Linked DNA regions of Gossypium hirsutum: all the other regions are linked to region 3. The links are chromatin contacts, called in public Hi-C maps. All regions are on one chromosome and are shown on one strand. The core of a region is the stretch at or near the end of the contact, and the rest is flanking DNA. Distances in the headings are between cores, read along the strand shown. Region 1 holds the start of LOC107924291 (macrophage migration inhibitory factor homolog). Region 2 holds the start of LOC107913819 (sodium transporter HKT1). Region 3 holds the start of LOC107913961 (50S ribosomal protein L18, chloroplastic).

Evidence for each region. Hi-C and Micro-C count contacts between places; a contact is called where the count stands out from the background.
Region 1: a contact with region 3 is called in a Hi-C map of leaf, with 2.7 times the contacts expected there. The contact joins the promoter of LOC107924291 here to the promoter of LOC107913961 in region 3. A contact is called at or near these places in 6 of 34 Hi-C or Micro-C datasets (callus, hypocotyl and leaf).
Region 2: a contact with region 3 is called in a Hi-C map of leaf, with 3 times the contacts expected there. The contact joins the promoter of LOC107913819 here to the promoter of LOC107913961 in region 3. A contact is called at or near these places in 9 of 34 Hi-C or Micro-C datasets (anther, callus, hypocotyl and 2 more).

The regions. Positions count from the first base shown.
Region 1 is chrA08:22,855,307-22,859,818 of Gossypium_hirsutum_v2.1, reverse strand. It overlaps LOC107924291 (macrophage migration inhibitory factor homolog), which reads left to right and starts at 1,381. Exons shown (of 3, transcript XM_016854693.2): 1 at 1,381-1,681; 2 at 1,783-1,983; 3 at 3,576-3,971. The coding sequence starts at 1,571. The coding sequence ends at 3,611.
Region 2 is chrA08:23,061,538-23,065,611 of Gossypium_hirsutum_v2.1, reverse strand. It overlaps LOC107913819 (sodium transporter HKT1), which reads left to right and starts at 1,826. Exons shown (of 3, transcript XM_016842505.2): 1 at 1,826-3,243. The coding sequence starts at 2,012.
Region 3 is chrA08:23,356,860-23,361,305 of Gossypium_hirsutum_v2.1, reverse strand. LOC107913961 (50S ribosomal protein L18, chloroplastic) reads left to right here and starts at 2,995. Exons shown (of 4, transcript XM_016842687.2): 1 at 2,995-3,296; 2 at 3,386-3,641; 3 at 4,227-4,388. The coding sequence starts at 3,423.

The DNA.
Region 1 (4,512 bases), core at 132-2,631, 500 kb after region 3:
CGATTAAATGTCAAATTGAACTCGTATTTTTAAAAATTAAGACAACACATGTTTAATAAGATACTAATTTTGGGCGTTGCGAGGGTGCTAATACCTTCCTCGCGCGTAACCGACTCCCGAACCTTATTCTTTCTCTGGCTTTTAACGTAGACCTAAACTCGGCCTTTTTTTTTTTTAAAAAAAAAAATTCTTTTTAAAAAAAGATGATTTATTAGGTGTCCGATCACACCTAGAAAAAAAGATTAGTGGCGACTCCCCTTTTTAATAAAATCACAAGTCGATTTTCAAATTTTCAAATAATCGCCTCAACTAGCGACCAAAGCAAAATTTTTACATCGCTACAACAACCATCAAAATTGATGGTTTGATGGAGTTGTCCTACAAAAAAAAATTAACATACCTTAAGTCGGCTATGGGTGGGACCTTTCATTTTTTTTTAACCAATTGTGTGGGGGTTGGGGACCAAACCCACCCCTTTTATACTAAAATTAATATATATATATTTAATATAGCAACAATTAAAGAAAAACATGAAAAGTCAAAAATCAACATAACTGTGACTGATTGGTCAGATCGGTGGTAGGTCGTTAGGTTGGTGCCGCCAAGCTGTCAGGCGATAATGGCCTGACGACCTGCTACCGACGTAACCAGTCAATCACGGGTTCTGCTAATTTTTGACTTTTCAGTCTTTTTTTTAATTTTTTAAAAAATAAAAAAAGAAATTGTATATTAATTTATTCCGGTGCCGCCTGACATGTCAACGACACCATTAAAAAATAATTTTTTCGATATGTATTTGTACTTTTCAAGGGCATATTTTTACATGATACATACCAATGTCACTGTTTGTTCAGGTGGCACAAAAAATTATTATTTTTTAAAAATTTAATCAATTACGCAAAAATTGTTGTCAGGTGAGTGTGGTGCCACTAGTTGCTCAGGTGGCACCGTGGGATCACTATTACTTTGTCTATTCTTATAAATAATGGCCATGCAATCCCATTTGGATGATTAATTTTATCATATTTTATAAGTAAAAAATTGAAAAGTAATTCTTTTATAAAAAAAGAAAATAATAAACAAATAATTCTTGATGAATAAATATAATTATCATGTTTCTCTAAAATTTATATTTATACACATAAAAAAAATATAGGTAATATAAAACTTCACTTTTAATTAGTTACATTAAAATCCCAAAATAAATCAAACTTATTATCGTAATAAGCATCCACTGACATAATAATATAAAATATTTATATAATTTTTTTAATAATTAAATGTGTTGTCTTGGAAAAAAAAAATCATTTTGAGAAGGGATTGACAGACATGTAACAATTATTTGAAAAACATATAATTCTCGGAATAAAAAAACGTTCAATAAAATGACATCACTTTTGTTTTGTTTTGTTTTGTTTTGTTTTAAAGCGAAAGGGGCGGTGCCGCAATGTGTATTGGTGGAGAGCGGCATATTGTAGGCAAAGAAGATAATTTCTATTTCAAGCCACTCATTCATTTAAACTGCTAACACTCCAAAAACCAGGGGAAGAAGAAGAAGAAGAAGTAGGAAATGCCCACCTTGAATTTATACACCAACGTACCTGTGGACGCCGTCACCACCTCTGACATCCTTAAGGACGCCACCAAAGCTGTTGCCAAAATCATTGGCAAACCTGAATCTGTTTGTTCTTATTTACTTCTTTTTTTCCTTGTCTATTTTAATTTTAATGGCTTTATTTTGGTTAATTTTTTTGGGGGGGGGGGGTAAAAATGGGTTAACAGTACGTGATGATTTTGGTTAATGGCGGAGTTCCCATGGCATTTGCTGGGACGGAAGCCCCTGCTGCTTATGGAGAATTGATTTCTATTGGGGGCCTTGGACCTTCTGTTAATGCCAAATTGAGTTCAACTGTAGCTGATATTCTTCAAACCAAGCTCTCAATTGATAGCTCCCGCTTCTACATCAAATTCTATGATGTTCAGGTCTTTTTTTTTCACTCTACTTTTACTCTTTTCATTCCATGGTATTCATGGATTATTTTCTTCTTTTCACAGATAATAATCTTTAACGCATATATGCTTTGTCTGATGTAAATTATTTAGTTGTAATCATAATCTTTATCATTCATACCCAATTTTTATATTCTTTGAGCTCAACTTTAGCCAAAATATTGTAGGAGGCAAACAGAAATAAATTGTTTGTATATCTCACATTTTAGATATTCTATGGAACCAAACAATGCTTTTTGGCTTTTGATGATTCTTCAACTATGCTTTGGTTTGATTCTACTCTCTGCCATGCAATAAAATTGCATCATACTCATCAGAATGAGGCCAAAGATGATATTATCACTTGCAAGAAGACCTTTCTAGCCTCAGTTTTACTCATTTCAAGTGACTTTTAGAAATTTATTGTCTTTCCTTCTAAAGTGGTTGTGATTTTGATCTCTTATGCATAAGCAAAATTCAAAATAGAGTAACAATTCTTGGTTTTGGGTTCAATGAGATGAAGCAATTTCATCTTACTTTGGATCTATTTTCCTGTTAAAACTAAGAGTAATCATTTTAGCACTCCATAATATTGAGTAAAGTATCTATCTTGCTTTTTAAGCACTTATTTGTGTGGATTTTTTACTGGGATATTCTTTCATTGCCACTTGAAATCTCTGTTATAAAACTTGGACTGGCCTGGCAGTCAAACCATCCTACCCAGCTCCTATTTTGTACTCTACCTTCCCCGAGCTCATTCGGGAACATGACATTTCATTCAAAGCATTGACTTGAATGATCCAACGGTTGGACTAATGGACTTGAAACTCAAAACCCTGAACAAATAACTGTCCTGTCTGATTCTGATAATGATGCTTGGAGTTAAGCATCCTAATTCACTTTTGGCTGTTAACAGTTGGATAGGTTTTTAAAGATTAGTATGTGATTACCCTGTTTGATTATGTAACATGATGTCGTCTCCTTACTGAAGGAACACCTAGAAATAAGAAATGTTTTTTCAAAAATATAAATGATCTTACTGTGCACAAGTTTATCTGAGAGGACTGGATTGTAGCATATATACAAGATTGACAAGCTATAGGAGTCATAATTCTTACACTTCTCTTGAGTGGATACATGACAAGGTTCCCTGGATAAACAATTCGGGCAACTCAAGACTGTATCTTGAACAATCGAAGTTGATTCCATAGCGTATCTATCTATCTATCTATCTATCTATCTATCTATCTATCTTAAATACATTATCCTATTACTATATATGCCAAAAGGAAGACATGCGATCTGTCCACTTGCATGCCTTTTCGTATGTGCAAATGTGTATCCATATTCGAACTTCTGATTTTATGAATATGCTAAGATCTAAAGAAACATGTTATGTCATCAGGTTACTGAAACACAGCAATGCCATTGGACTTGCGTTTAAATAACTTGCATGAAACGAGATTAATTTCTGTTGGATGGAGTTATTGGTACTTTAATTGGTGCTCTGAAGTTCAATTGCCATTCAATTCCTCCATCACTTCTAGTAATTCATCTTATGTCTATTCTTGTTTTTATTGGTGCAGCGGTCATTCTTTGGATTCAATGGTTCGACTTTTTGATGAATGGCTGAAAAAGCATCCGGGGTCCAAGTCAGAATCATATATGTGCTGGAATGATTTGTTTTTATCAATTGAAGACTTCTCTCTCTCTCTCTCCATCTCTCTCTCTCTCAAGACTTTCCTCCCTTAAGAAATTGTTCAACTTTCTGAGTAACTCATCAAATGTAGAATTGCCACTATGGAAAGCGTTGCAAGTTGAATCAGGTGCGTTCTAGATAGTAATATTTCTTTTATCTGTAATGTTGCCTGATTGACATTTCCATGTTCATGTTATGATGATTAGTTAAAAACCATGGAAGTGAACCTCAAGTATAAGTAATTCTTATGATTATAACACCAAATTCCAAACACATTTCATCATATTTTTTATTGTAATAGAAATATATGTGTAGGTGTGATTGTTGGATACAATTATGTATCTGACATGGGTATGGTAAGTTTTTTTATTGAATATATTTAACAAAATAGATCTGTTGTACAAATTTTGTTGTTTCAATTTTAATTACAATATGCATAATGATGCCATAAAAATTATTCATTTATTTTGTAAGTGATAATGGTCTTGGGCATATATTATATGTTATTAAATAGTGTATGTGATTTTCTATATTATACATATACTACGTCATTTTAAAAATTTTAAATCAATAATAGCTACACCATCTTAAGTTGATTTATTTAAATAAAATTAATTGTTATTTAAGATAAAGTTTTATTTAAATAACTACAAATTGAAATAACATTAGTATATGTGTGAAAAATCTAGTAATATGCTAACATGATTTAATATTACTTCAGTTACTTTATGATAAATTTTGTGCCTGCATGATTAGAAGTCTACCAAGTTTCTAAATCATCAGTTAGAGTAGCCATAGCATGGAAATTATTCCATATGCCTTTC
Region 2 (4,074 bases), core at 577-3,076, 290 kb after region 3:
GGACGAATCGTCAGATACTGACCAAATATCACCCAAGGTCCATTTGTTAGCACTTTATTATAGTCATCCTCTTCACTAAATTGAACCAAATAATAATCATTTTCCAAACCCATTAATTGGAATGGAAAATTTGTTTTCCATAGTATTGTGATCCTATTTAGCAGTGCATTGAAGGCAATTTTCCTACCCAAAAGCTTTACATTCTTTATCTAACCTTTTTCGTTACCCTAGCTACAACCGAATTTTAGATATCAGGACTTGTTCCAACTATGAAAATCAGTGAGGGGGCTATTGGCTATAGCACCCAAACATTACTACTGTTGTTAGTTCTTAGTGGCTAGCCCTCCTGAGAGTTCCATAAAGTTAGGGAGGGAAGGCAATAGCCACATAGAGAGTTTAGGGTAGAGTGAGAGGATATTGTTTTTTTTTTCTTTGCTCACAATAAATTCGTATTTGTTCTTGTTTATTAATTGTATAGTTAAAATGAATAAAATCTCTATTATTAATAAAACCTATGTATTTAGTGTCATATTAGTAATTAAAATAACATTAAAGATATTCTTATCCATTCCAAATCTTTTTCCAAACTCGTACTTTTACATATATTATAAATTATAGAAAACAAATATCTTTACTCATCCAACATGTTTTTAAATTAAAAAATATATATATGAATTTTTAATAAAAATAAAACAACATTTTTAAATACCATATGGAGTAAATTTAGTATTTAGTTTTCCGGAGCAGCCTTTACCTCCATGGCGCAGCCCCTAGTCAGAATAATAAATAAAAAGTGATATTATACGGTTGGCTTTTATTATTATTATTATTATTATTATTATTATTATTATTATTATTAAAAAAGAGAGACATACCCCAATGCTCACAAAATTGGAGGAAAGAGTTATTAAAATGATTTTTAATCAAATGGTTATATTCTACTCCTTAGTGTAGATAATGTAATTTATTATAACCGTTGCGCCTGCATAAAATGCTGGCCATATTATTAGAATAATAAAACCAAATTAAATGAAGATCACCGAAAGAAAAAGGTTAAATTCTGTAAGCAGTCCCTATACTGTTATATTTCTTGTGAATTTGATCACTTTACTATAATTTCAACATATTTAGTCCCTCTGCTATTCAACAATCAAAATTTCAATCCTAAACTAAAGACGTTGAGTAACCTAACATGGCACTATTTTAAATAGAGAATTTAAGGTGTTTGACATGGCTTGTACACCTAAGCATGTATTATTGCCACGTATTTCAACCAAAAATAAAAGAAAACGAAAACCCTCATCCTCTAATACTTCTGGGCAGGGAAACAGTAAAGAAATGAAAATGAAATTGTGTTGGAGGTTCGTTGCTTGAAGCTGACCCAAAACATCTAAACGATAGGAAATTATCATAGCAATGAAAGAAGAAAATTTCAACACAAAAAGGAATTGAAGAGAAGCCGAAGTATGGGTTTAGGGGAATATACGCTGAAATCGAGGAAGCATGGATGAAACATTCTTTTCATTTCATATAATATAACCCTCTTTTCTTCATTTTCTTCCCTGTTTTGGGTGATTATACTACGTGGCAATCATAAATACCGACCTGTACACAGAGTACATGACACTCTAAAGCCACTTAATTACAGATAATGCCATGTCATGTTGTTTAACGGTACAAACGGTGAAAGTTCGTAAAGGATTTTCAATTAATACAAGGATTAAAATTGTTCAAACTATAGTGAATGAATCAAATCTGAAAGAACTTACAGGGATTATTTAAAACATTTAACCAATTATATATAGTTAAGTTGATTTGTCACATGTGCAGGGAAATCCCACTAAGTTTTTTTTTTTTTTATTTCTCTTTGAAAATCTCACCAAGGTTTTTTTATTTGTTTCTCTTGGGAAATCCCACTAAGTTGGACAAGAGCTCCTCTCTGCCCCTCTGTATATATACCCCTACTGCTCAAAGGTCAATATGTTATCATACAACTTTCTTCGTAATAAAGATGAGTAACACTATTATCTGCTTCGGTAGAAAATTGGAGCATTTTAGTAGCACTTCACGCTCCAAACTATCATGCTTCAACCAATCCTATCGTGGTTTGATATCCACTTGTTTCCGTTTCTTGGTCTTTAGAGTGAACCCTTTCTGGGTTCAGCTTGCTTATTTCATAGTCCTGTCTTTGGTTGGCTTCGGGGCATTGAAAATGTCAAAGCCAAAATCCGGCTCAGTTAGTCCTAAAAGCATAGACGTGTTCTTCACTTCTGTATCAGCAACAACGGTTTCAAGCATGTCGACTGTAGAAATGGAGGTTTTTTCCAATACCCAACTTATTATTATAACTATTCTGATGCTGGTAGGTGGGGAGGTCTTCACTTCCATGCTTGGACTTCTGTTGGGGAGGTTCAGGTTTGAAACACCTCCAAGTTTCGATGGGGACATTGTAAATTCTATTAGCAATAGGGGCCTCCAATCAGACTACAGCTTGACCTCAAAAAACATTGCCCAGGAAGTGGAGTTGGGTAGGATTACTTTTTCAGCCTTAGCGAATGAGAAACCTATCAATGACTTAGAAAGTAACAAAAACTTGACTTCCGATATTAAGAGTCTCAAGTATAAGGCCACTAGGTGTTTGGGGTATCTGGTTTTCGGGTATCTTTTAGTAGTCCACGCAGTTGGTTCTAGTCTAGTTTCTATGTATGTAAGCCTGGTTTCAAGCGCCAGAAAAACACTGAAAACCAAAGGTATTGATATACGAACATTTTCTTTCTTCACTGTCGTTTCTACGTTCGCAAACTGTGGGTTTGTTCCAACAAATGAAAACATGATAGTCTTCAAGAAGAATTCGGGTCTTCTGTTGCTGCTAATTCCACAAATTCTTATTGGGAACACTCTTTATCCAGCTTGCCTACGAGCCTTGATATGGGTTTTTGACAAAATGACAAAAAAGGTGGAGTTCAGTTACATCCTGAAGAACTGGAAGGAGATGGGTTATAGTCATTTACTGTCAAGCGTTCATTCTTGTTTTCTTGCTGCCACTGTTTTTGGGTTGACATTAGTTCAGTTTATTCTCTTCTGCTCAATGGAATGGAATTCAGAAACCATGGATGGTTTTAGTTCATATCAGAAAGTTGTGGGCTCGCTGTTTCAGGTGGTTAACTCAAGGTATGCTGGTGAATCGGTAGTTGATCTTTCCACCATCTCCTCAGCAATCTTGGTGCTCTTTGTTGTTATGATGTGAGTCTCTCTCTCTCTCTAGTCCGTTTTTATCTCTCTCTCTCTCTTTTTTAATTACTTGGTGTATATTCTTCAACAAAATTCCGTGACAACTCGCTAGCTAACCACATCCACTATGCACCCTTACCCCACATCAACCTCATCTTCATATTCTTCTTATCTAGAGAACATATATATTCCTTTTGATCATTGTTTTTAGGGAATATGTATATTATTACCTTTTGACTACTTTTACCCACTCCCATAATTCTCCCATTTTATCGAAAGGAATTAATGCCTACTCATATTTCTTATTTCAGAAATTTTCCTAATTTTTTTAATTTAAAATTAAAAAGGGTATTTTAATATGCGGGTTCAATATTTGCGGTGACTATGAAACAATTTTAAAATTCATAATAAACATTTACTAAGGATCTACAAAATGTGAAGGATTAATCAATAAGCTCGATCCGATTGATACCTTAAAAAAGCCAAAAAGAATAAATTAAGAAGGGAAGACGATGGATCTTATGATTTGGTAAAAATAAATAGAAGATTTTTTTTTATACTTTTGAAAAAAAAATTATTCTTCAATTTATTGTGCTTCGGTGGTATTTTTAAAATTCATGAGATTAAAATTAAATCTGCCAATATTATTAATTATAAATCAATTTAGAAATTTCCACCTTATTTTAATTTACTATTTTTTGTTTTACTATTAATTTAATTTAATTTTTAAAAACTACAAAAGTAATACTATTTTATATTTACTTATTACATATACAAATAATTATATTATTTATAGAAAAATAGTTGAATTTATATTTTAAAGATATGCGTACATGTTTTGGT
Region 3 (4,446 bases), core at 1,746-4,245:
ACCAATCAAATGGTTACATGTGACAACTTTTGATTTAATATTATATTTTCTTATAAAAAATCATTAAATTTATTAAAATATTAAAATTGATATAAACTTATAAAAATTATAAAAAAATCATAAAACTTTTATAAAAAATATAAAATTCATAAAAATTACAATAAATTATATTTTTTTTATAAAATTAATAAAACATATTCAAAATATTTAAAATTTTATAAAAAACTTATAAATAATATAAAATTGTAATAAATTAAGTCCTTCTTTTAACAATTTTCATCTTCAACCACGTTGATCATTTGATGCAGTCGTAAACCAATTAAAAATTTGACAAAACAAGTGCACCTATCAATTAATAGTATAACTATGGTGAGTAAAGATATTGTTCCCATGAAGACTAAAAGTACTAGTAATTACCGTCTTTCTATTATTTAGCCGACAAATTAGAGTGATTGATTAAAACTAAAATTAACTAAATTAAATAACTAAAGAACATAGAAAAGAACAAATCAGGAAAATAATTGATTAACAACCAAAAAGCGAGACAATTCTTAGGAAAGAATTCACCTAGACTTCATCTGTCATTATCAATCTAAATTACACAATTTTTTCACTTCGTATCTTGATCCATAAAAATCCCTAAATTATGATAATATCTCTTTTGATAGTAAGAGCAACTGACTCTAGGTTGATTAATTGAAATTTCTTTCTAATTAAAACCCATTTTATTGCATTAACTCGATCTATGGATCCCCCTATTAGATTTGCCTCTAATTTGGTAGGTTTATATAGTCTTATTTCTAGAATTGCATGCAACTCCACTCAATTATGCTAGATCTACTATTAAATAGGGACTTTTTCTCCTCTAATTTAAGCACATCAAACATGGATTAATAATTTAGAAATTTTAAACCAAGTATTTATTGCGTAAAAATTGAAATCAAATAACAGAACCCATTGTAAGGTTCATCTCCTTAGGCATTTGGAAAATTAGTTTATAATCGCAAATAAAAACATCCAGAAGGCAATATAACCACAAGAAATAAAAAGCTCATAATAAACTTCAAAGGAATCAAGAGGAGATTTTCAATCTTGATGGAAATCTGCTTTAGATTCGGCTTCAATGGTGTTTTTCGAGTCATTTTATTGAGTATTCTCTGACGACTCTCTCTTATCTTCTTATTTTTGTCATATATAGGTCACAGAATGCCCAAAAAACCTAAAAATTGTCTTTTTTCGCATGTTCAAAGTGCGATTTGCGAAACCCACACGATCTAACACTTGGCCATGTGGCTCACATGGTTGTGTGTCCAGCCCGTGTGGAATGACCCAGCCCTTGTGGCTTCTGAAGCTTACTCCATTTCCCAATTTTTGCTCGTTTTTCGCTCCTTTTGCTCCCAAATACTCTTTTAAGTATAGAAACATGAATTTCAATGATTAGAAGCATAAAATCCACCATTTTAAATCGAATAATCATCCAAAAACACATTAAGAATGATGTTAAAACATGTTACTTTTGGCATTTATCACCATTAAATTCAATTGACAAACTAATTAGATGATGATACGTGATAGATCCTGGTTTAATATTATATTTTCTCATAAAATTATTAAAATTGATATATACTTATAAAAATTATATAAAAAAATTGTATAAACTTATAAAAATTATAAAAAAAAATATAATTTGTTTATAAAATTACTGAAACATATTCAAAATATTTAAAATTTTATAAAACTTATAAACAATATAAAAAATTCTAATAAATTGAAAAAATATAAAAAATATATATAAAAAAAATCATTTAAACCGTTAAAATTATAATGAACACATGGTATCAAACCAAATGTTGAAATGAGAATCCTCATATCATTAGCATAATTTTCATTTTGAATAAAATGTTCTCAATCTTCTATAAATAAAACGATAATTGTGAGACCTCAATTTTATTGATAAATTATTATATTGTTTTTAAAATTTTTATCTCCAATTTTTGAACTATAGTGCAATAGTTTGGACATTGAAAAGTTAAAAATTGTTAGTTAAGTATTGTATAACATAAAGTAATTTTAGTACAGTTAGATACTATAAAATCAAAACTTCATTAGCATGTCGTAATGAAATATTCTAACTAAGGTTTTTAAAATCGGACCGTGGTCAAATCAATTAGGTTACTTGATCGTTGATTCGATTAAAGAAATCATTAAAAATTTAAAAATATTAAAAAAATAAAAATTTGGTTCAATTGCCTGTTCAACCCATCTGTATCGATTTTTGAGTCAACTGATTTAGTGACTTTCTCTGGACTAGTACCCTTTTCAATTCTTAGTCCAACTAATCTGACCGACTGATACAGTCTCGTATAACATTGGTTTAGGCAACTATTCCCATTATCCAATGGTTAGTATAATGTCACATTAATTTTCAAAATGAGAAACCAATAAATGAATTATGATTTTTTATTTATTTTATATTTTTATTAAAAATTATATATTTAATTTATTAGGACTTATTATGATTTTTATAAGTTTTTAAATATTGATAATTTATTACAAATTTTATTATTTTTTATAATTTTTTTTATAAGTTGGATAAGTTTATAAAATGTTTTAAATATTTTAATATGTTTTTATTAATTTTAAGATTTATTATAATATTTATAAATATTTATGAATTTTATCAGTTTATATAAATTTTTAATATATGATAAAATTAAATGAAAAGCTGTTACGTGCAGGGGCAAAGTTAGAAATTCTTGTAGGGGTTAAAATTAAATTGTAATTTTTACGATAATAAAAATATGATTTTACCATTTTAATAATCTATATCTTTATAAATTTTGAAAGATTAAATCTAATTTTTATTATTTTTAGGGAATCAAAATATAATATTATCTTTATTAATTTTAAATTTTAAAAAATTTTAGGGGGCCTACTATCCCCTACCTATTCCCCTAATTATGTGTTATGTGAATTGATTTTAACAGTGGCTTAGAAATAGTATATAATGTAAAATTATGATATTGGGTTGGGCTTCGGTTTTTGAGTTGAGGCGGAAGGTGATGGGACCAGCACGCAAGGGATGAGAACAGGAGATGGTGTTCAGGCAAACAAGGCCGAACTGGCCGAGGACATTCCCTTTATTTCATTCATACGCTTTATCCCTTTTCTTATCCAAATCTCGCTCCTCCCAGACTTCACTCCCCTCTCACTGCAACACTCATAGCACACTATCCACACTTGCTTTCTTTGCTTTGCCTTCCAGTACAGCCCCATTTTAAAGCCTTGGAAAGCAGGTATGACGTATTGTTTCTTCTGTTTAATAATAAATGAATGATAATCATGGTTATGTTTTTTGATGATATTTGTTTAAATTGAAACGCAGACAGACAGCATTAAGGAATCTCGAATCTCAACTGGGTATGGCAATTACTGCAACGGCTATGACTATGACTGTCAGTACGGGATTACAGTTTGCTGGTTCTCTCAATCATAAACAGACTTCTTTTTTAGGAGTTCCCTTGAGGCTGTCAATGTCAAACCCTCAGCCATCTTTACCCTCTGTCTTCCTCAATGTTCAAGCCAAAGCTCGCACCCGAACAGAAGATCGTGAGGCCCGCCATTCTCGCATTAGGAAGAAGGTTACGACTGTTTCTTTTTAAGCATGATATTTTATTTGTTTAAAGCGAATCCTATTTCTTATCTCAGTTATACTCTCATTAAGAAAATGCAAATTCCTTTTACATTTATCTCCATTTCTTAGCTTATCAAGTACTGTTTATCTTTCAAATTTACTCATTTATTAAAAATGATGTTTCCGTACATGTTTTGGGACCAAATGGGGTTAGATTATTTTGTCCATAGGATATATTAGATTAAGGAACCCTGTTATCTTAAGCTGTGGTAAAACTTTGTAAGAGCCATGCTATTTTATGTGCCAAAGAAACAAATAAGAGCTATAATATTTTCTTCTTCTTATATAGAAGAATTGATGGGAGTTCGTGTAAACTTCATCTTTAATAAGTTAGAAAAGAGGGGGATGGGCGGATAAATGAGATTCTTTTGATCATCATCATCATCATCATCTTTCTTAATGGTCGGTTTCCTCTCCGAATGGATTTGATATTGTTATAGTGAAATCTATTGGCTTTGGTTACTATGGTTTAAGTCCCTCAAGCATACAGAGTATCCCCTATCTTACTACAGGGGGTTTCTTGCTTTTGTAGATTGAAGGGACACCAGATAGACCAAGACTGTGTGTCTTCCGTTCCAACAAGCATCTCTATGTCCAGGTCATTGATGACTCAAAGATGCACACACTAGCTTCTGCTTCAACAATGCAGAAACCGATTTGTGAGGAGTTCAACTACACATCGGGTCCTACCATTGTGAGTTCATAGATAAAATTAGTTGTCAACTGAATCATTTTCAGCTTTTTCTACCTGG